Linked DNA regions of Mus musculus: regions 1, 2, 3, 5 and 6 are each linked to region 4. The links are chromatin contacts, called in public Hi-C and HiChIP or PLAC-seq maps. All regions are on one chromosome and are shown on one strand. The core of a region is the stretch at or near the end of the contact, and the rest is flanking DNA. Distances in the headings are between cores, read along the strand shown.

Region 1 (3,516 bases), core at 593-3,092, 470 kb before region 4:
AAGCCTTTCTAATGCTGATCACCTCCTCTGGACAGCTGAGCATGGGGACAAGTACCTTTGATTTCAACTATCACAGCCTGGATGCACTTGTTAGTACCCTGGATACTCTGTGTTGTCACAGTCTAATCACTTGCCTGCCTCCACCTCACCACTGCAGGTCATGGTGCCCAGGGTCTCATTATTGGCCAGACAGTAGGCAAGCTCTGGGGACATTTTCTTGAGCCTTGAGAACTTTCTAATTGATCCAGGACCACAGCTGATCCTCTGCATGGTAAGGTGGCATCAGAGCCCCAAAGGTCACATCACCACCCATCAATGCAAATCCAGGGTTTTTCTCCTTCTACCAAGAGCCCACATGGTAGATATTAGCACTTATTCTACCTACTTCAGATGAAGACAGCATAGGAAGAAGAAGGCTGGCCTGCCTGCTACTTGGGCCATGTTCATCAGAACAGTCTGGCTGATTTACAGACAACATGGCGTCAAAACTGGCTGGGCTATCTACAACTTGACAACAGAGAGCAAGGAGGGAGCAAAGGCCCTTTGCTGGGTCTCTTACACACGCCATCAGAGCATATGCTATCCATCTGAGGAAGGCACTGGCAAGAGGCTCATTTCATCCTGACACACTTAAGGCTGAGATGTCCAAGGTAGCACAGCCAGACCGAGAAGCTAGACCAAGAGGCTAGCCAGACTCCCCAGAAACATTAGTGGCTTCTGTTCACTCCAGGCATTGCTTTCCATTACTAGTAGTATTAGCTTAGTCGTTCTTGCATGCACAGTTCTTTGTGACAGCCTCCTGGTAAGGGCTGATATTAGCCTCATTTTGCAGATACCACACTTAAGGGTTGAGAGTGACTAACTGGCTAGTCCAGTGTTCTGGAGTCAAGGTGTGGTAGGCCCTGAACTCAAACTCAGGTTTTTCTGATGTAAGAGGCAGAACTCTATTCCTGCCAACTTCCTATGGAGTAACATCCCGTGGACTATAACTATATGAAAGAACTTATAAGCTATGTCAGTTGAAACCACAGTCTGCTGACTCTGTGGCTCAGCCAGTTTCACAAACCGATAAGGCAGGGCAGGGCACATGAATTCTAATGATGGATCTGATTCTGGTCATGGTTTCCCCTCTCAGCATCTCACATGTGTGTCCTTGTCTAAGCCTTTCCCCTTTGTGATTCCCAAGAGGTCATCCAAGGAGGCTGATAACTATCTGCACCTATAACCTTGAATCAAGGCAGATCCCAGTGGTAGGCTTGTAGGGATGAGTGACAACCGCCCCCCTCCCACCATCCTGGAGGCTATGGCATTTCCTCAAAGCTGCCTAGTGCAGTGATACCATGGGATGGCGCAGAGTATGCATTGTTCATTTGCACAGCTTGGCTGCAGTGCTCTAAAGATAATGGTGCCCTGCATTTTCTTTGGAAGCATCACAGATGACCATGCTGGGGAGTCTAAGTATCCAAGATGGCAGTGGTCTGGGTATCCTGAACCCCGTGGAAAATCTTAACCTCCGTGTCCTCATCTATAAAATGTGTAAGCATCTTTTAGGATGTGTTAAAGAGTACTGGGCCCTTAGGAGCCACTTGGCAAATGGTGATTACTCAGACAACAGTGGCGATTGTTATTGTCTTTAATACTGTGTGGATTGTGGCCATCCATCCCTCTCCCCAGAGCTGAGATTATCGGCCCATTTCTTCCAAACACAGGGGGCCAGGTGGAGCATGCTACTTTGATCCAGCAGGTCTTTAAGCACATTAGGATGCCACTGAGTAGGTAAACCAGCATCCCTTACAGAGCCATTTGTTGCACCTTAATGATCGGCTATGTCAGAGATGTCAAAACAGGTCGTTATTCATAGCTGAGTCTCCCATGAGGCCTGCAGCCAGAGCAAGCTGCTCGCCTGGCAGCTCTCAGCAAAGGCAATGCTCAGGGTCACCCTCTAGCAGCCAGCAATGCTCAGGCCTTTGCTAGTTATGTGGGACAAAATTGCTCATTGCGGTTTTAAAAATCAGAGCAAAAGAGCTACTGTTTGCTGAGCCTCCTACCTGGTTCTGTGCAAGGCCCTTCATAGGTGCCTTCTATTTAATCCTGGAGAGTTTACACTGAAGGAAGCCAAGGCCAGATGGGAGTAATCTTCCAGTTTAGAGTAGTGACATCTAAGCTGGGACTGTGTCTCCATCCCATCCCCCCACCCCCGGGACACTGCCTCCCTTGGTTCTAGTCTTTAGCACCATCATGTGGGGTATGCTGATCAATCCACACAGTCTTGGTGTGTTCTACAGGGTGTGTTCATCTGTACAGCATCCCTTATTTGCTCAATTTTAATCACAGCATTGTCTGCACAATGATTTAAATATTGCAAAGTATTTCCACACAACAATCTCTTTTGGTCCTAAAAATCTGATAAAAAAATAGTTTGGCCAAGAATTATGATTCAAAATTTATTGTTGAGGAGAGCAAATCTAGGGCAGAGAAATGGCTGAAACAATTCCCGTGGCCAGATGGGAGTGAAGCTAATCTTTGAGTCCAGACCACATTCCATGCCCAGCTCAGTAATCAATGGCTTGTGCTTGACCCCTGTGCCCCTCTACCTTCCAGGGCTCCAGGGCTTTTCCTTGTGGGGGTTAGGGTGCATTGTGTGGGAAAGAGAGGAACAGGAATGGTATTGGAGGAAGATTGTAGAAAGACTGAAGGTCAGACACAGATGGATAGAGAGAAGAATATGGGCCCAAAGAGGAGAGTGACAGGGCAGGGGGAAGCCCGAGGGCAGAAGGGACAGAAACTGGGGCTGGAAGATAAAGGACCTGATTCCCTGGAGATGAGCCTCAAATAAGCTGGGTGCCACCCTGATGAAAGGAAAGGACGGTAGGGGATTTTCAAGTTGCATTTTCATTGAGGGGAAGACAGCATCTTCTTGACCCATGATAAGGGGCCATACTAAAGGTTAGCATCTTTGTATTTGAAGCTTACTATCAAAGTTCTAGGTTCACTTGTGTCCTCTGGCCTGTGAGATAACCTGGGGCCACTTTTGGTTTAGGGAGACAATAGCTGAGAGACAGGCAGTCTACAAGCATAGGTTTGTTTTTTTAATGAGCTACTGGGACTGCTGTAGGGAGGAAAAGTGAGTTGGGTGCAGCAGAGGGAGGAGCCAGAGTCACTCAGGTGGCCTAATGGGTATCATTCCATTGAAGTCTAGCTACCTTCCTGCATAAGCCTCACCACCATTTTGTAGAGTAACTGGGAGGCTAACCTGCTGGCCAAGGATGCTGGGGTCATGTCTGTCTTCTGAGCTTTCTAAACAGCTTTTGTAAAGCTGATAATATGCACTCCCCTTGGGAATTCTCAACCTCTTTCCCCAGCCTCCTTCGTACTTCCTGAACTTCACTATGTGTTCAAATTGATAAGGATTTGAATTCCATCCTTGCTATTTAACAGATGTAGAATAAATCCCTTAGTCTCTCTTTAGCTCATTTTCCTATCTAGAAATTGCTTATAGAAATTGTAATCGAATTG
Region 2 (3,680 bases), core at 227-2,726, 290 kb after region 4:
AGGGTAAGAGGCTGTGGTCTTTTTGGTCTTGCTCTTGAGATTAGGGTGGATTTAATTTGTTCTGAAGAGTTTTGCGGTTTAACTTAAACACACTGTAATCAGGACCTGGGAGTAGGAGCAGTGAAGCCTTCTGAGCCGGTGGATAGTTCACAGGAGGAGAAGTTGCCACCTCTAGTTTAGTTTGTCCATACCCAGCCAGAAGACCTCTTAGAGAAGCTGGCCAGGTAGGATCCGATCCTAGCTCATCTTATCATGCAACCTTAGGCAAATTAGCTCACATCTTTGGGTCCCAGAATCCTTTCTGCCAAGGTGGAATAGCAGCATCTAGTTGGCATGATATGGGTAAAGCAAGGAGAGAGTGTCCTTTATGTGATTGGTGTAGGCTTTGACGCACTAACTCTCCAGCTTTTCTCCAGGACTTGGAATTACTCTGCCCTTAGACAGAGAAAGCTAGGCCACCTTCATTCTGAAATTGGCCTTGGAGATGTCCCTACGATCCTCAGGATCCAGGTCAGCTGCATTATCTACAGATAAAGTGCCACGTGTTCCTAGCGTCTGTCCCTTTACCATCACACGTGAGGCTGACCGCTCAGAGCAACCTCTAGCTTTTTAGTTATTGGCATGAGTGTATGTGGCATCAACAGTGGAGTTTTTAATCTATTTGGTTTTTATCTTATGCAGATACTACCCTTGGGAAAGTGGGGCCTTCTTAGGAGAGTCAAAGTGGAAGCCACGTAGCGGGTGTCACTATTTAGCTTCTGACATGCCAGTTTCCCTGTCTGGAGTGTTTCGTGCTCAGCAGGTGTTTGTATACCACACCTTCCATTCAAGTTCTCAAACAGTGACCCCATAAGGATGAGTTCCTAAGGATGAGTTCCTACGACCTTACACTTTCAGAACGCTTGTGATGAAGGTACTGAATTTTCTTAGCTCCCAAAATGTCTTCCTTTTATGGCTGAAAAGCTCACACTGGATTAAAGCAGAAAGTTATTTTAAACAATCACTTCTTAGTTAGCAAAGTGAGGGGAATTCTTTTTCGAAAAGCCATGAAGAGTTTTCTCTGGTTATAACTTGAATCCTACTGTGGAAGGGAAGTCAGACCTTCCCATCTGGAAGTGGTTGTATAATTTCTGAAGGTTTAGAAAGAAGATGGATCTCTTTCGCTTAGAGTGATGTTAGTGGTTTCTGTCTCCAGGAGGAAGGTAAACAGAAAGTCATTGCCCTGGCTCCTTTTTAACCTTGTACCTCTCCTAATGTCCTTGTCCTGCCTTCAGGGAGGGATGCTCTTCTATGTCTGTCCCCAGGTGCCTGTCTCATTGGGCTCTCTACAGTAGCATGACCCTCACAGATATAGCCCCCACAGTCTGGAACTGAAGAGCTTGCTTTTATGTAAGGCAGTGTCACTGGGTGGTGGAAATCTCAGTGCTGAGCTGGAAGTCTGAGCCTGAAGCTCTGCTCTCACCTTAACTAGCTTCTCAGACAACCCAGACTAAGCATCATCCTGGCCATCTCCTCAGCAACAGGACAGGTGGGGTTTGACTCACATGTTCATGCTGCAAATGGAAGAACAAAATAAACGCAACTAAGCTTTAATTTACTGTGACTCATTCTTCAAGATGGAGCTGCTGTACCATAGAAAAGCCCAGCTCCTGATCCTGGGTATTTGCATAACTGTTTTAAATACAGGAGCTAAAAGTCCTGAAATCTCTATTCAGGCATCTTAAAGTGTCACTGCTTTGAAGATCTGTGGCAAATCTTGGCAAAATGTGCCTTGAAGAACAAGCAGTCTATCTTGTGTAGGGGAAAGAGGGGCTTGGTTTCTTTTAGTAGGCAAAAGCCAGTAATTTCACGAAATGCCACCTTATGTAGCATGTGTGTAGGGACTTGTGGCGTTCAAGTGGCCTCATAGCTTGTGTTGCACATTACAGATAGGATGGATCAGAATGATACAGAGTGGTGTATTTCACCACACTCTTCAGAGCTTAAAATAGAAGCCTCTAGAAGAGGGTAAGGAAAACTCATTTCAGTTTGAAATTACACAGCTGCAGCCCAAGTGAGCCACTCCTCTTGCCTCCTCGCAACACCTCTGATCTTCCTGTAGAGATAGTGGCTTACTGGACATTAGATATATACTACAATGAAATTATAAATGTGTGTAGATACATATGCCCTGAGTATCATTCCTGTGTGTTATACTAACATTGATTGCCTAGCCTAATGTGAGACAGTGCTAAAATTATGCCTGAAATTTACATCACCTCATCTAATACCTACTCATTAATAATCTGTCATATTAATATATATGCATATACATGTGCATGCCACTCTTTTTAACAGCTATATAAAATTATGCAGAATTTAACCAGTCCTCTATTGGCAGACATATAGTTCTGTGACTTCTTATTGTAGACAAACCTTTAGAGACCAGCCAGCTGATAGGTTTGTTAATAATTCCATGTCATTTATTTGAGGATATGCTTCCTACACACACCCACACGCATACACAGACATAGCTGCACTATGAGGGTAATTTGTGGGAAGTTTCTTAATGCTTTGGCATTCTCTATCCACTTCACACTTAACCTGTTCAGATGATATAGATGATAGTTTTAACTTCTGTTCTCCGTGCTGTCTTCTTCCTGCTTCAGGAGAGTCCATCACCCAGAGCTAGGAGGTAGATGCCAAGTGTTAAGGCCTCTTGTAGCCCACTTGCTGAAGGCTGAAGTCGAATTGTGTTAAAAAATCACCAAGGAGGGCCTGAGGAGATGGCTCAGTTAGTGCCCAAGGATCTGGTTTTGGATCTAAAGAATCCATATGTAAAAAGTCGGGTGCGGCCATCCAGTTATAATGCCAGCACAGGAAGGGCAGAAATAGGAGAGCCCTGAACCTGAGGGTCGAGATAGGCAGCCCCCTAAAGCTTGCCGGCCAAGTCTAGCTAATCAGTGAAAACTAGTTTTAGTGAAAGACTTTGTCTCAGAAGAAAACTAGAAAGCCACCAAAGGAGAACTCCAATATGATCTCTGGCCTCCACATGTACCCATAGACATGTCAACACATGTCCTGATGGGCAGGCAGAGGGAGAATCATAAACAAATTGCATGTTTTAAGAAGCTCCTCAAACTAGGTTCACAAAGCCCTCCCCCAAGGCTACACAAGTGTAACCACTACTAGTAAGGAGACCCTCAGAAGATCTAGTTTTACCGAGAGCTCTGTGGAGGCAGCCTCCCTAAGCAGCCACCCAAGCTAAAGTGGGGTTTTCAGTGACACAGCTGCCTCAGGCATTTCTGCTCCTGTAAGTGACCCTCACATACACATGTAACCCCAATAAAACTCATTGGTTCACCAAGCTGGCCTTGGGTGACATGGTTACTTTGTTTTGTCCATAGTGATCTATCTGGTGTGAATAGATATTTGTTCATTAGCTTCAGAGAACACTGGGTCATACAGCAACACATGTGTGTACATGTGCATGTGCGCCCGAGCGCCCATGCACACACACACACACACACACACATTCACTCACCGAGAATTCACGGAGTATTTAGGATAGCTATTGTACAGAGTGACATTCTTCCTACCAACACCTCTGTGGTACCAGTTTCTGATAGCTGCTACAATGAAAGAGCATAAACTTGGAGGTTTAAAACAGCAGAAAGATCCATATTTACTCACAGCTCTCA
Region 3 (3,552 bases), core at 375-2,874, 320 kb before region 4:
TAGTGTACATACTCCTTCCAAACAAAGCAATTGAGTTATTCTGGCATACAGCTCTGCAACAATCCTTCGTAACTTCCATTTCATGGTCAAACGCATCCTGGAACACATCTTACTATCCTATACTTACACTTGATTGGAGATTCATATATATATATATATATATATACATATATATATATATGCATATGTATATGTATGGTTAAAGTCAGATTCATCATGGGGAAAGGATATGAACACCAAACTAAGGCTTATATAACCCAAGCCTGTTAAACAAAATAAATGTTAACTATACCCTCACCCCAGTAACCAACTCCTTTTCCTCCTGGATCCACAAAAGGGAGCCCTGGGCAGCAACCAGGGGATTTTGAGCAAATTTCACTTAGAGCCTACAACCTTCTTGCAATGCATCTGAACTGTACACTTGGTTGGCTTCTGAACAAACTCTTTTTCTGCATTGCTGTCTGTGTGTGCTTCTTTGATGCTTACAACAAGATGTCAAGGACTTGGGAAGACAGAGACCACCAGTGGCAGTGAATCAAGGTTGCCTCTCTCTGACAGACAATGGAGGCAATGAGAGCCACCAGCAGTTGTGCTGCCAGGGTTTCCTTTGTTACTAGTCACTCTTTTGGACGCCACTGCAGATGCTGAGTCAGAAAAATTGTGGAGTCATTGATCCTGGAGAAATACAGGGTTAAGTATCTTGAGGCCCCTGGCTAACATTTTTGGCAACTGATCATTACGTACCTTGTTTTATGTCGTTATATGTATTTATGATGTGCGCCTCCGTTTAAAGATGTCACTTCAATAACACTGAGCTAGCAGTAAACAGCACTATGTGACTCATGACTGAATGAAGTTAATCTGACACGTATTTTGTCCATCAGGCAAATCACAGTCATTTTGTGCCCAGAAATAATGGGCAGCATTCCAGTACTATGCTTGTGGGAAGGCACGCACATTTTAAACAGCAAAATCACTAATAAAAGGCACAAAAGTGCAAAATTGTGGCACTGACTCAGCAGCAACAAGGATGTCTGTTTACAGCAGAGCTCCTGTAAGGCAGAGCAGCGTCTTTTTTGATTGTAGCTGGAAACAACTGGGAGGCTGCTCTGCACATGACTGTGGATTTGTGTGAAAGAATCCCAGATCTTAATACAGGATAAAAAGTTTGTTCTCCAACAAAACTGGAGAACAAAGTCCACAGGGAATAACCCTGGCCATGATTTTCCAATATGGCCAGGACACAGTAGGACATAATGACCATTGATAGGGCAACAGCTTCAAATGTTGGTTGAGTGTCAGAATTAGACTTCAGGGTTTCTCTCAGGGATGTAACTATCTCCACGGAGTTATCCACATGCTGTTAACATTAATGTCTTGTTGTTTTAATAAGAAGCTAGAAGGAAGACCACATGAAGTGCTTCATTTGTTTGGTTTGGTATCTGAGCTTTGGCACAAGCAGCAACTGGCACTGTACCATATATCTGTCTTATTAAATCTGGTTAGCTGTGGTTAATTATCAGATGAAGGGGCATCAGTTCTCACTCCCAAGTCCTAGAGTTCTACCTTGGATTCTGCAAGCTGTGTGTGCAATTGCTGAGACATATGCAAATGACTCAGGAACCCCTCCACTCCAGCTGGCTGCCTGTGATCCACAAGGGCCAATTATATCAATCAACTCAACTCTCTCTGTTCATCCACAGAGTCTCATACCTGCTCTGAGATTCCACAGTGGCCACCAGATATAGTCACCATGTATTCCCTACCCTGAGCCAAGCTACTGTTTAATCAAATGTGCCCACTGTTTACTTTACATCAGGACCCACATTTGCTCTTCTCACTGGGAGGTATTTGTAGGTCTTAATAGATGGCTCAGTTGATGAAGAGTTTATTGTGAAAGCATGAAGACCTAAGTCTAGGCCCCCATCACTAAGCTGGCAATTCTGCCACTGGGAGGGGGGTGGAGGGGCAGAGACAGGAGAATCCCTGAAGCTTGATAGACAGCTACTTTTGCCAAATTGCCAAGCTCCCGACTCTGAGATATTCTATCTAAAAGGAAAAAGAAAGTTAGATTGGTTGAGGAAGATACCCAACTTGATCTTTGGCCTCCATGCATTCACACATATCTGTGTATACATCTTCATACATACACACATGCACAAACATGTGAACATACAGACATACAGATACCACATCCAAGAAGATGCTTGTTTGTTTTTGGAAATTAAGAAATACTGGTTTTTTTTTTCTTCTCTTTTTCACAATTCATGGCTCATGCCATTGGATTTTGTCCCACCATCCTCTTTGTGGTTACAATCTACCAACACCCTGGGAATGACTTTCATCCCCTAAGTTTTTAGTATCCATTCTTGATGATGCCAAGAGGCTGTCTTACATCCTGGCCTCCTTAACTATGTCTGCACCCACACCTTCACTCTCATCCACTCCCAGCTACTTATTCTCCTGGTCAGGCCAACGATCCTGTCTCCCCTGATAACCACAACACAGAAAGACAGTCTTATTTCTCCACAGTGTCTCCCACAATTTCACATTACATTCTTTAGTAACACAACTCTTGGCACCCTACGGAAAATTCCAGTTCAGTCTGGCCACTTTCTTATTCTTCATCAATATCATTCTTTCATGTCCATTTTTCACAAAGTAATTTCTTAATTTAATAGCAAAATAACTTCAGTTCTAATAAATGTAACTCTCCTATACTTTCCTCTCCCTTTCATTCTCACCAGGACAAACATCACCCATAGTTAAACTTTTTCTGCTTCATACTTATAGTTGAGCAGGTGACTCTACTGTGGAATGCACATTGCCCCGGTGACTGGTCTTATGCAATCCAAAAAGATGCACCTTTATTCATTTTAAGGGTAAACAAGGCACCTTTACTCCAGTAATCAGTCTCTCTTGCTTCACTTTGGCTTACTTTCATGAGCAAAATGTATATAAATATGACATCTATCTATCTATCTATCTATCTATCTATCTATCTATCTATCTAAAATATCTCCACAACTATAAAACCTCACATAGTTTTTACTATTATCCCTATTATCTAAATAGAAAACCTGAGCCCCAGGAATGTGAAAACAATGAGATCACATATCTCACTGACTTCAAAAGCTGCGTTTTTGATAGTATATCCTTTCTCAGCTTGGAATGATGACCAGCCTTGGTGTGACACTCAGCATCAATGATAATTGGTAGATCAAGCTCTAAAACCATTTTGGTACTTTTGGTACCATTTTGGTACGTAAGTTACAATAATACATAGAAGTTGAAATAAAATTATAAAACAACTGATGCCCATCATGTAAATAATACAGTTCTTTGGTATAGAAATCCCATCTGGTCCATGTTTGGCTCAATGTCTCTTCTGCATAAAGAGTCATGATGTTATATGCATATCATGATTTTGCTAGTAACAGAAATTTGCTGCAAACAGGTTTATGAAAATAAAGCTAATTATGTAGAAGGCCCTTCCTAATTATTCCTTGTCATCAGAGAGTTTCACAGTTTCTGGGAATCATTTGGCAAGTG
Region 4 (3,642 bases), core at 756-3,255:
TCTTGGCAAACTCAGCAAGGTGTTACAGGAGGGGCTCTCTTCCCAAATTACTCCTTCTCTAATCCTTACTCACCGTGAGCTCCCCTGAAAGGATGAAATCTGCCTACCTGTCAAAGTGTCCGTACTGGAAGAACAGACTGTTCGGACGCTCGGTTTCTATCCTTATTTTCACCAGAACAACAGCAACAGCATAGTACATTGGTCCCTTCATACAGACAACCTTTTACCATACCACTTTTAAAAAGACATTTTCATGATGAATTTTTCTGTCTTCTCAAAAAAAGAAAAAAAGAAAGAAAGAAAAAAGGAAGAAAGAAAGAAAGAAAGAAAGGAAGAAAGAAAGAAAGGGAAAAAGAAACTCCTTGAGGAAGAGGAGAGGTACGTGTTAGAAAGACACCTGTGCATAAAATCTTTTCCATTTTATGTCACCAGAAATCAATAGATTAAAAAGAATAGGAGCACCTCTTTTCCCAAATTTATCACTTGCAAATGTCAGGAGAGGCCGCTCTCAAAGTCCAGACAAGGCAAATGGAATGGCCTGCTTCCCCAATTGCCCTGTCTCCGGAGAGATCCAGGCTGCTGTGCTTTTCATACCAGCTCAGCCAACAAACCTCTAAATCAAGCTGTCTCTACTTGGGAATCTTTTTCCAACAAGGACAAAAACTCTGTTTTCAAAATATCGCCAGACAGAATTCCAAGGACCATATGTCACCCGTTCACCTGGCAGAAATCAAAAGCACGCCCTCCTCGTCAACAGTGCAGAGAATCAACAAGTTACCACTTAAGCCAAACGCTCCATCCTGCAATCTGCTACAGTCTCCCTGAGCCCACCATCATCCACCCCAATTGGGCTCCTGCGATGCTTCCCAGCTTTTGGCTACCGCGTGACCTTCTGTTCCAGACCCGCCCTCCAGATGCAGGCTCCCCAACCTGCGCTTCTCCCAGCGCTCCCAGACAGCTGTCAAAGTCTGGGGCTTGCGGGCTTCAGGTTCCCCTGATAACGCCAGCGTTCAGGAGAATCTTAGAGGATTAGAGAGGTCAAGATCAACTATAAAGACCAGAGAGGAGCTCTAGGCTCGGAGGCTCGGTCCTCCGAAGAAAAGCAGAGTGTGAGCCGCAGTAGCAACCATCACATCCCGCGCTTCTTCCGGACTCTGCCCATCTTGAGGGCGTGAGTTCCCAGGGGAGCCAGAGCCCGCGCTGCGGAGGAGCAGGAGGAGCGCCTGGGTGCGGGCAAGGCTTTCAGGAGCCTACAAGTTCCCACGCCATCCTCAAGCTGGAGTGCCAGTCCAGCTCGTCTCGCTGCTTTGAAGACGCCCCTGGTTCTTGCCCCCAAAGCAGAAGCAGACAGACACCTGCTTCACCCACTCCCCAGCCCCCGCTACAGCGCCCATGTCCTGCCTTGCTCAAAGCATCCCTGAGCCAAGCCCCGCGATGCTCCCACCCCAGCACACAGGGCCCCCAAAGTTCTCTATACTCCATAGACCTCCCCTTCTCCTTGGCGCCTGGACCCCGCCCAGAGGTTGGGCTGGAGAACCTCTTGGGTCCACAGTTTAGGGCGCACACTTCGAGGACGGTGCGCGCAGAAGCCGAAGCTGCCACAAGAAAGGGCGGGTGTTAGACGAGTAAGTCCAGGGTCTGCACCCTCGAGCCCGCCCTGCTTCCTTCCAGAAGAGGAACAAACTTCCCCAGCACCCACCTTTCGCCACGAGGAGGCGGCGCCGCCGGCTGTCTCCGCCGTCTCCACTGCCGCCGCCGCTCCCTACGCCCAGCGCCAGCAGGAGCGGCACCAAGCACAGCCTCCCCGGCAGCATCCTCGCCGCCTGAGCCGCCACCGAGCTGCAGCCGCCGCCTCCTACCGCTCGCGCCGGCCTCGCCTGCCGGTGTCCGCTGGCGTCCGCTGGTGTCCGCCGGTGCCTGCCGCGCCGCCTCCCTGGAGCTGCCGGGTGCGCTTCTGGAGCCGCCGCCGCCGCCCTCACTCACCGCCTCCGCTGCCCTTCGCCGCGTCGCTCGCTCTCCCGCAACAGCAGCACTCACTGGCGCGGACCCGGAGCGGCTCCAGCGCTCACCCCGGGACGGCCCGTGACGTCACGGAGGGAGGGAGGTGGCTCGTGCATATTCATGAGACGCGGACATCGGCGCGGGGTTGCGCGCTCCCCCGCCTCGCAGCTCCGGCCCCCAACTTTCCACAGCCATCCCCTATGCCGCTCGCTCGCGTGATCCGACTCGGTCAGGCGCCGGTTCCGGCGGGTGGAACCCATGCGGGAGGCTCCAGGGGAGCCTTAGGGCCTGGCGTCCCCCCCTGCGGCTCTCCAAACTGCAGCCCCGAGGCACTGCGAGCGCCACAACCAAGTGATCGCCCGAGGACCTTCTGTAAAGATGCAGGCGACCCTACTGTGATGCGCCCTTTGAACCGACATCCCTGCGGAGGGGCCAGGATGCTGTCTCTGTGGACCCTGCCCTTGGATATGGTCTAGGGATGGACGCTCTATGCCGCCTGGTCTGGGGAGGGCGCCAGGCGCTCACTAGAGCTGCAAAAGGCCACTGCCTCTAGGAGTTGTAGGGCAGAGATCACTTAGGACCTGCGTAGCAATGCCCGGGCTCTGTGCCATCTCAGTGAAGCAGGCACAGCCACTGCTAGAGTCAAAAGGACTAGCTAAAGTCAGAAAAGGCAACTGTCAGTCTTCAGTGGGAAGCACATTCAAACTTCTCCCTCAGAAGTTGCCACCTTTACATTGTCACTACCTAGGTAAGAGTATGCCATTTGGTATCATGCCTTCTAAAATCTCAAGCCAAGGAACACTGTCTCTGGAGGTGGGGTTCATATAGTTCTCCACCACAATACACCCCCAACCACCATCAGGCTGCCAAAGGATCAAGAAGGTTCCCAGTAAAATCAACTAACCGCTCGGAAGAAATCACTATATTTCCATAGATGTACTATTTTCTCACGATCCAAGGGTCATGTGCAGTTGAGAAATGAGGCAAAAAAAAAAAAAAAAAAAACCAAAAAACAAAAAAAAAACAAAAAACACAGAAACAAACAAAATTATCCTTTCATTCATCATCCCGTTCAAGACATTTCCTGAGCACTAAATGATTGTGGATGCCCCGTTAGGCAATGAAGGACACAAGGTCTTTGTCCCTCTTGGAGAAGCCAAAGGGGATGAAAGCAGTTAAAGTCCCCCGCTTTATGGTCCTGCACATTCTTTATGTTGCTCGATATGAGCCTGTACAAATCAATTAGCCAAATGTGTATATTGCAACACTGACTGAACAGCATCTCATAATTAATAAGTGTAGTTCGGAGTACTCAACCAAGCCATAAAATACATTAAGAGCCTTCTGCTGCCCAGCCTCCCTGTGTGGTCCTGGCAGCACACTGGGAGACTGTGGTGTTAAAAACAAACTTCAACATTTGAGACCTCAAGAGGTGCTCAACAGCTGCAAATCCTGGTGGCTGCAGGGGACTCAGCTCTTTGGCCAGCAGGTCCCCTTTAGTCCATGAAGCAACACCTGTGCTATTGTTCTTGTTTCTGGAGTAAGGTCACTCCTTTACCCAAGGTAAAGAGCTACCAAGTTCCAAGCCAACATCAAGAGACCTCTCACCCTTCTCAGATTTTAAAGTTATAATCCAGAAGG
Region 5 (3,706 bases), core at 855-3,354, 390 kb before region 4:
CTTTCTGTTGCTCCTAGAAGGGAAAGAATCCAAGGAACCAAGAAACCAAGGTGTTTGCTCCACACAAATCCAGCCATGCTTAGCAAAGAGGAAATGGTATAGGCTGTGCTTTAATGATGAATCAGATGTTTGCCTCTTAAACCCCAGCAGAGTCATGGGGAGCTAATATGTCCATAGCAGGTGGCTCATCATCGCCGGCTCAGCTCAAGCTTCCAGGAAAACGACTGGAGCACCCCAGGATGCCATTGGAAGCATCACTTTCTAAATGGCTATGACACAACCCCACAATGGCCTCAAGTTCCAGCATCCCTGAAAAACCTGCTCAGGGACTTCAACTCAGTGCCCAGGTTACTAGGAATGACTTAGTCTCTCTTGTTTAAGAATGAAACACTCAAAAGCTAAACACTTTTTGTTATTGTTGAGGGTGAGCCAGTAGGAGATATTGCTCAAGGTTTCAGTCACTGGTATTTTGTGAAAGAACCATCAAGAAAAAACAAAAATTCCTTTAGAAATGTGTACAATTCTTAGGAGAGAAGAGAATCCAAGTTCCTACTCTGAAAATAAAATAAAAACTTCAGTTGAGCTGTGAAACCCCTCCTGGGAGAGAAACTTTGTGAAAAATAAAAGGAAGATATTCTTTTAGAATTCACTATCTGTCTATTAGAAGAGAAGGATAGCGCAGTGAGCTTAGGTGTCAGCTGAGAGAAGTTAACTCCACACGGTTAGGGGTGTGAGTTCCCCAGTGGGGTGTCAATAGTAAACACCCTCCTAGATCCTGGAACGCCTACCCAACGCTGTGCCCATTTCATTCCAGATCCATACCCCTAACCCTCACAGCCAACTTCAAAGTCATTATCGCTTCAGTCTATTGGCAAATATCCTGAGGTACTCAGAGGTAAAGCCACTGGCTGAGAAGCTGGCAGTGCAGAGATACTCAAAAGGAGCTTTTGAGTCTAATTTGGGATAAACAAGGGTTGATGATGTCTCTGTTCAGAGTGCCCGCATACCAGAGTCTTAGGTCTAAACCTGCTCCCTTAGTGATCCCAATTCAGCCCCACACTTTGTCCTCCTCTGTTCTGCTTATTTATGCACAGCCCCAAAGATCTGAAGGAGTAAAACTAGGACTCAGAGGATTGGATGGGAGTGCAGATACATGGAAGGGCATGTTGGGAAGCAGAAACTGCACGGAAGGTCATTGAGGCTCTGAAAACATGGGTTACCCAACGTACACTATATTTAAAACTGAGGTATATGGGGGAGGGGTGGTACATGAGTTGGGTCTCGTCTTCAAACATGAAATACAGGGACTGACCTTAGGTCCTCAGGCTCGGCAGCAAGCCCCTTTACTCACTGCATCATCTCAGTAAACTGGAGTTCTCTGTAGCCCTTCCTCCGCCCCCCTTAAATGAAATGATGTCCAAATAATTAGTTTGGGCCATTTTCTGAGATGACTATATGAATTTGGCTAATTAGAAATTTTGAATTTGAGTCAAAGGTATGATAGTCAATTTTTATAATTTTACAAGCTATTTTACCTGGCATGGAATAGATGCCTCTGAACTGCTGCAAGTCATTTGAATGTCTGCATCCTTGGGGGATTAGAGATGGCATGAGAAGAGATAGCAGGGGTTGGGGCTCAGCCACATCTGCCATCTCTCATATCCTGTGTATTGATTTGGAAAAGGACTTCTGAATTCAACCCCACACCTTGATCTCGTCTGTTCTCTCTCTCTCTCCCTTCTTTGGATGAAGGCTGGCATATGAAGCCATGCATGGTTTCAGAAAGCTCAAGTGATGGGCCACTATATCTAAGAGCACCATATTGAACCAGCAAACACAGATAATTGAGTTACCTTCAGAATGATGGCTCCCACCGAAAGCTCGTGGGTTTCTCTAAATGAGGAACAGCTGCGACTTTACGGTACCACCCTGCAAACATGCACATTCCCACTTCCAGGCTCATTTTGAAGAAACTGAAGTTTGGAACAGGTTGAAAGCAGTCAGCAAGTCTGTCCTTCCCATTCCCACTCTCATCTCTGGAAAACTCTGAAGAGGGTTGAGTGGCAGCCACACCTGCTGCATCTTTGAACAGATGCAGAGCCTGGTGCTCCACAGCCCGCAACCACAAATGCACACAGAGCCGCCAGGGACACAGCCTGTAAAAGGGCCTGTATCCACTGACTGCAGATTCTTTCTTTTATGGATCACCACATTACTTGTGGGGAGTAAACCAGTAACAAAGCAGACCTTCCCCTTCGGCAAGACAAACGCTGAAAACCAAAGGCAAAAAGGCAAATGAAGATCTGATGCCATCCAGAACAGAGTCTGCCACATGGTCGGAACTGATTTCTCAGTCTTGACTTGCCCCCAAAGCAGATGGCACAGTCAGATGCACCCAGACGGCTCGTGTGGTTCATTCCAAATAGCCTGCCTACTTGGAAATGGCAAAGTTCCCTAGAGATGCCAGTATGGAGGGGCCCAACCCCTCACCCAACACCAAGGATACAGCATGTGTTCACTCTTTCAAACTTCTGAGCTCTGTGCTGTTGGCATCAGAAATAAGAGTTAAAATACAGCTAAATATTCATGGAATGACTCGGTAGGTAAACACAGAAGAATTCGCTCTGTTAAGTAACATGGAGCCCACGTGAGAGGAGACGCAAGTCAAGGAACACTGCTAAGTATGTTATCAGAGGAGATCTCTCAGAGAAGGTAGATCTCCTTTGGAATGGCTAAAGATGAATGATTCAGAGAGCAGGATTATTTGGTTCCCAAGAGAATGCTATTCCAGGAGAGGGAGAATCATACCAAAGGCCCAGAGACACTTGTAGAAAAAATACTAGGTGTGGTTGGTGGATGAGATTTCTGTTGAGGAAATAGTCACAAGATTTCTGCTTCTCCAGAAATCTCTTGGAAGGAAATTTGAGTTTGGACTGGGATGGTAACTTGCCTGGGTCATTTCTATGTGCTTAGATGTGATGTCAGCAGACTTTAATATGAGCTTGTGTGTTTAGTCTTCTTCTCCCCACATCCCTGTGAGGACAGCATGTCTTGGAAATTTCTGTCTGCATCTAGTAGCAAAGAAAGGTGTCCAGATCAGACACAGACTCAACCTCAGCTGAGCCCAGCCCAAATCTCCAAAAGTAAAAAAGCTCACAGACCCATATCCTTGTAGTTACAGATCAACACCTTCGGCCTGTTGGTGTTATGCAGATGTAGTGGAAATCCCGGCAAAGAAGAAGGCAAAAGAGGCCAGAGGAGAAAGAAACTGCTTCAATTGAGTTACAGCAAAGAACCAATGGAAGAAGAGACTGGGAGTCATGAGGTCCAGGCTTCCCTTTGGTGGCCACTTGGCCACTCCTGCCTAGCACTTGGCACTGGTTCTAACACATAGGAACTGCTTGGCAGACAGACAAAGCAGGAATCTGAGGGGATGGGTGAGCAAGCAACAAAGATGATCTGAATCCCTGGGTTGAGTAGGGAGCACAGTCAAAAGTTCAGCTGGAACTCCAGCCTAGAAATGTGTTCAGCTTTACAGAGTAGTCATACAAATGTACCCAGTTTCACAATACCTGGATGGATGTGGGCGGTGAGTCAGGACTCATATCTGAAGTACGCTTAGTCTAAAGTCCACAGACTCAAGAAAAATGGAGTAAGCCACCACTAGCTAATAATGTACATAATGAAAGGCCCAGTTACTGGTATC
Region 6 (3,436 bases), core at 370-2,869, 430 kb before region 4:
AGGCATGGTGCAAGCAGATCTTAGAGTTCTACATCACCATCTGAAAGCTGCTGGTGGAAGACTGGCTTCCAGGCAGCTAGGGTGAAGGTCTTAAGTCCACACCCACAGTGCCACACCTACTCCAACAAGGCCTCACCTCCTAATGGTGCCACTCCCTGGGCAAACCATCACAGCCATCCTACCTTCTCTTGGTCATGTAACAGAAAATCCCTTTTATATCTATCTGTAGAACTCCTATGAAAGATTCAGCCCTTGGTGTAAGAAAGTTCTCCTCCCAAGAGCCTGCTGAGGCTTCTCAAACTGAGATGTGCACTGCCATAGGAAACTCCCCCAAACCAGTTATAAAACAGACGCCAGGTTCCCCCAAATCTGCTGCCCACAAAATTTCAGAAAGCACCTAACACCCACCCAGACCCTGGAGGTTGCAGAACAGGTGGTCTGACTTAGTCTCCCTCCCTGCACTTTAGAAAAGCAGTTATATCCAGAGAAGTAGCTTCTGGGTCTGGCAAATGCTCTCCTCGTCCTTACTCTCAGCTGTAAACCCTCAGCTCTGCACAGCCAGCTCTCCTGTGCACTGAGCTGTTGTGTTTCCAGGTTCCACCTCTCCAATCCATAAAAGTCGGCTCTCACTGTCTGAGGCCAAGCGTTTCCCCTGTCCTTTTGTGTCTTCCGTTTATTTATTTCTAACAGTCACCTCCTCGGCTCTCCCCAGCCCTGTCCTTCCTTCTCCTTTCCCGCATTGCCCATTGTTATCTTCTTAGAATTCTCTGCAGCTAGAGTCTACACGTACTCATCTCCCTGACTTTCCTGCACAGCTTAAGGAGAGACCTAACTTAATCCCAAATGCTCCAGAAATGTAGGCTGAGCGTCAAAGAAAGCACATCTCAATGTAGTCAGAGGGAGCTTGGCATCATTGCTAAGATGGGAGTTTACGGAATCAGAATGTTTCAACTCCAACAAGTCATTACTAACTGTGACCCTGGCCAAAGAATCTCCACTGCAGCCTCCATCTCTTCACCCATAAGATGGAAGCATACCGAAGTGTGCCGTGCCAAGCTACTGTGAAGGTTAAAAAGGGGAACTGCCTAGTGCGCTTTGCAAAATTCTGGGGAGGAAAATTAGCAGTGTTGGTCATCACTGATGTCAATGAAAACAACTTCCCAGGGGCCTTGAAACTGACTTTCTTCTGGTTTGACATCTCAAGGCAAAAAGAGTCTCCTAAGGGCTCACCATTCTGTGTTCAAAATATCCTAGCCTCACTAGAGCCCCACCTCCTTGCTCTTCTCCCCCAGCTGTCAGTCACACATCTGTCCATCACCACCCCCTTTAATCAGCTTCACTTCAAGGCCTGTGTGACCACTGCCCGGGTCCTAGTTTGCTCTTAAAGCCTTGTGCAGAAACCAATGTCTCCTGGCTGCCAGATTTTAGGGCCTGCTCATGCATAATGCCACCCCTGAGCTCTGGCTAGCTGGCTTGATTCTTGCACACCAGTAAAACTGCTGAACACATGGCTTCCAAGTCCCTCCCAGACTCATTGAGGGTCACTGCGCCTGATGTGACCCGTTCCGATCCTCTCTCTAGCAACAGCTTGGCAGCTGAGTTAGCCTTCAGCCATTTGACAGATGGGATGGTGAGCTCAAAATACTCTGAGATCCTCCCCTTGTCCTGCCTCTGGGGCTTGCACAGCGCTGACTGCATCTTTGTGTGTTAGAGCCCCTGAAATCCATGTACAGCTGCCAGTAAAAGAGACTTTATATTTCTATGCTCTGACAGGTCCCATGTTCTGTATGTTGTACTGAAGTTCTCAAGTGTTTGGGCAAGGACTCCAAAGGGGCAGAGGTATATTTAAAATGTTTAATTTAAGTCAAGGCAAGTGCCTGGAAAATCCATATTTTGAGCTGCAAAAGAAAGAGAAATGGCAGCCTGATCAATACTACAGAGGTATATGGACTCTTTTACTGTTCCATCAATGGCTAGAAGTAATAAGTCACCATCTCAGGGGACAGCCTCAAACTCTAAAACAAAAATGTGGAGGTCTGCTGTCCGCTGGGCATCATTTCTGCTTTCTTCCACCCAGCCGAGTGGAACTTAAGGCTTTCTTCACAGAGGCCAGGAGACCTCTAGCTCCATCCAGTCACAGCCAGAACGGCTGGACTGATAACAAGAGCCTAGGTGGCTGGCTAATTCTTCATTTCCCCGTCAGCAATACAGTCCGCATAGCACCCACCGAAGGCCTGCAGATTAAAATGTTAAATCAAACTCGGAAGAGAAATTTGGAAATCAATTTCAGATTCCTGCAGAAAAGGCCAGGGAGGATAATGAAGACTGAATGCCTCCCACCTTCAGCTGCTTCATTTTTTTTTTAATTTGAGAGAGCAAAATAAAACAATTGTTTTCTAAAAAACTGTAGCTAGCTCAGGGATGAAATGGCTGAGAGCCACGTGCCCAGGCTCTGCCAGTTCAGGGCCATGCTCTTGCGGCAAGTTAGCCTATCAGTGCACCAACACACCGACTCCCAATCTCTCTTGTGCCTTTTTAAAAATAAAACTCCTGGCAATAGAAAGCCAATACAAATTTAAATAAACTGGTTGTGTCCAAGTTTACAGGAAATAACTCAAAAGAGCTGTGAATTATGGCGTTATGGTGTCTGGGAGCTAATGCCGTCTAAACAGGAACCCACTGCAGTAGGCTCAAACTCCTGGTTTGATAGTTTCCTACACTGAACGTGGGGATTTGTATTAGAGGTTCTGTGATCATACGCTAAGCTGCCTATTGTGACTCACAAAGACCTGGCAATGTGGTTGGGAGGCTTCGTTCCCTAGCTGCACTAAGCAAGACCGATTAGTAGCCTTGTGATTCATCTCGCTGTTGCAAACACTTCTTGGCCACCTCTAACTTTCCGTGCATAAGGGCTGCACCCAGTTCACTCTTTTAAGCACCTAGAAATGAGAGCTAGAATTCCTCCTTCCCTAAAGGAAGTCTTTACAGATGATCCAGAGCCCCCAGCAGGGAAGATCCCATGACTATATCTCCCCCACTGAGATCCAAACTCCCACATAGCCCAGAAAAATAAAACCAACTCTGTGTTTTTTTTTTTTTTTACTTCTTCCGAAATGCCTATGTTTTATCGATTGGGAAGCCTGCATTGCACGTTTCTGCACATTTCTATCAGCAGTAGGTTTTCATCCTACTCCTGCTAGGAAGATATATCTGGCTCAAACTTTCCAGGATGAGCGTAGAATGCAGTCACATACACCATTTGTTGGTTTTTCTCATAGCCAACCGCACCATGCTCAGGATGTTAGGGGTAATTACTCAGTGCCTTCATGTACTGAACTCTGCAGAGGAGGCAAAGGAAATGTTTCCACCCTGTCCTCCAAGCTGACACTTCCTTAAGGAAGAAGAGCTGAATTCCCAGATTGCCCCAATAGAGAGA

The links. A called contact is a pair of places that touch in the nucleus more often than the background predicts. HiChIP or PLAC-seq counts read pairs in DNA pulled down with a chosen protein or histone mark.
Region 1: a contact with region 4 is called in an H3K4me3 HiChIP or PLAC-seq map of embryonic hindbrain, with 7 times the contacts expected there. The contact joins the enhancer-like site here to the promoter of Clstn2 in region 4. A contact is called at or near these places in 5 of 39 promoter capture datasets (the C10 cell line, cranial neural crest, embryonic stem cells and 1 more), 4 of 484 Hi-C or Micro-C datasets (cerebellum, cortical neurons, lens fibers and 1 more) and 5 of 115 datasets of contacts at active chromatin or transcription factors (embryonic forebrain, embryonic hindbrain, embryonic midbrain and 2 more).
Region 2: a Hi-C map of cortical neurons shows a contact between it and region 4, with 2.5 times the contacts expected there. The contact joins the enhancer-like site here to the promoter of Clstn2 in region 4. A contact is called at or near these places in 1 of 39 promoter capture datasets (hippocampal neurons), 3 of 484 Hi-C or Micro-C datasets (cerebral cortex, cortical neurons and myocytes) and 4 of 115 datasets of contacts at active chromatin or transcription factors (SST interneurons, embryonic forebrain, forebrain and 1 more).
Region 3: a contact with region 4 is called in a Hi-C map of muscle stem cells, with 2.6 times the contacts expected there. The contact joins the enhancer-like site here to the promoter of Clstn2 in region 4. A contact is called at or near these places in 1 of 39 promoter capture datasets (stem cell-derived epiblast-like cells), 2 of 484 Hi-C or Micro-C datasets (cerebral cortex and muscle stem cells) and 4 of 115 datasets of contacts at active chromatin or transcription factors (embryonic forebrain, embryonic hindbrain, forebrain and 1 more).
Region 5: a contact with region 4 is called in an H3K4me3 HiChIP or PLAC-seq map of forebrain, with 5 times the contacts expected there. The contact joins the enhancer-like site here to the promoter of Clstn2 in region 4. A contact is called at or near these places in 3 of 39 promoter capture datasets (frontonasal cranial neural crest, hippocampal neurons and pre-B cells), 5 of 484 Hi-C or Micro-C datasets (cerebral cortex, cortical neurons, myocytes and 1 more) and 4 of 115 datasets of contacts at active chromatin or transcription factors (embryonic forebrain, forebrain, neural tube and 1 more).
Region 6: a contact with region 4 is called in a Hi-C map of muscle stem cells, with 3 times the contacts expected there. The contact joins the enhancer-like site here to the promoter of Clstn2 in region 4. A contact is called at or near these places in 2 of 39 promoter capture datasets (cranial neural crest and maxillary cranial neural crest), 2 of 484 Hi-C or Micro-C datasets (cerebral cortex and muscle stem cells) and 6 of 115 datasets of contacts at active chromatin or transcription factors (embryonic forebrain, embryonic hindbrain, embryonic stem cells and 3 more).

What each region holds. Positions count from the first base shown.
Region 1 is chr9:97,559,104-97,562,619 of GRCm38.p6, forward strand. The region is part of intron 5 of Clstn2 (calsyntenin 2); the gene reads right to left. Among named protein-coding and RNA genes, the nearest start is that of Gm25607, 120 kb to the left of the region's middle. Within about 2 kb of position 1,843, at least 2 of the 459 cell types and tissues checked have an H3K27ac peak or open chromatin away from gene starts, as enhancers often do.
Region 2 is chr9:98,324,670-98,328,349 of GRCm38.p6, forward strand. All of the region lies in intron 1 of Nmnat3 (nicotinamide nucleotide adenylyltransferase 3), which reads left to right. Among named protein-coding and RNA genes, the nearest start is that of Gm46126, 27 kb to the left of the region's middle. Within about 2 kb of position 1,477, at least 10 of the 459 cell types and tissues checked have an H3K27ac peak or open chromatin away from gene starts, as enhancers often do. A contact at or near this core is called in SST interneurons and cortical neurons, where this site is marked.
Region 3 is chr9:97,716,322-97,719,873 of GRCm38.p6, forward strand. The region is part of intron 2 of Clstn2 (calsyntenin 2); the gene reads right to left. Among named protein-coding and RNA genes, the nearest start is that of Gm25607, 280 kb to the left of the region's middle. Within about 2 kb of position 1,625, at least 8 of the 459 cell types and tissues checked have an H3K27ac peak or open chromatin away from gene starts, as enhancers often do. A contact at or near this core is called in muscle stem cells, where this site is marked.
Region 4 is chr9:98,031,162-98,034,803 of GRCm38.p6, forward strand. It overlaps Clstn2 (calsyntenin 2), which reads right to left and starts at 2,006. Exons shown (of 18, transcript NM_022319.2): 1 at 1,700-2,006. The coding sequence starts at 1,814.
Region 5 is chr9:97,636,782-97,640,487 of GRCm38.p6, forward strand. All of the region lies in intron 2 of Clstn2 (calsyntenin 2), which reads right to left. Among named protein-coding and RNA genes, the nearest start is that of Gm25607, 200 kb to the left of the region's middle. Within about 2 kb of position 2,105, at least 12 of the 459 cell types and tissues checked have an H3K27ac peak or open chromatin away from gene starts, as enhancers often do. A contact at or near this core is called in forebrain and myocytes, where this site is marked.
Region 6 is chr9:97,601,117-97,604,552 of GRCm38.p6, forward strand. The region is part of intron 2 of Clstn2 (calsyntenin 2); the gene reads right to left. Among named protein-coding and RNA genes, the nearest start is that of Gm25607, 160 kb to the left of the region's middle. Within about 2 kb of position 1,620, at least 19 of the 459 cell types and tissues checked have an H3K27ac peak or open chromatin away from gene starts, as enhancers often do. A contact at or near this core is called in forebrain and muscle stem cells, where this site is marked.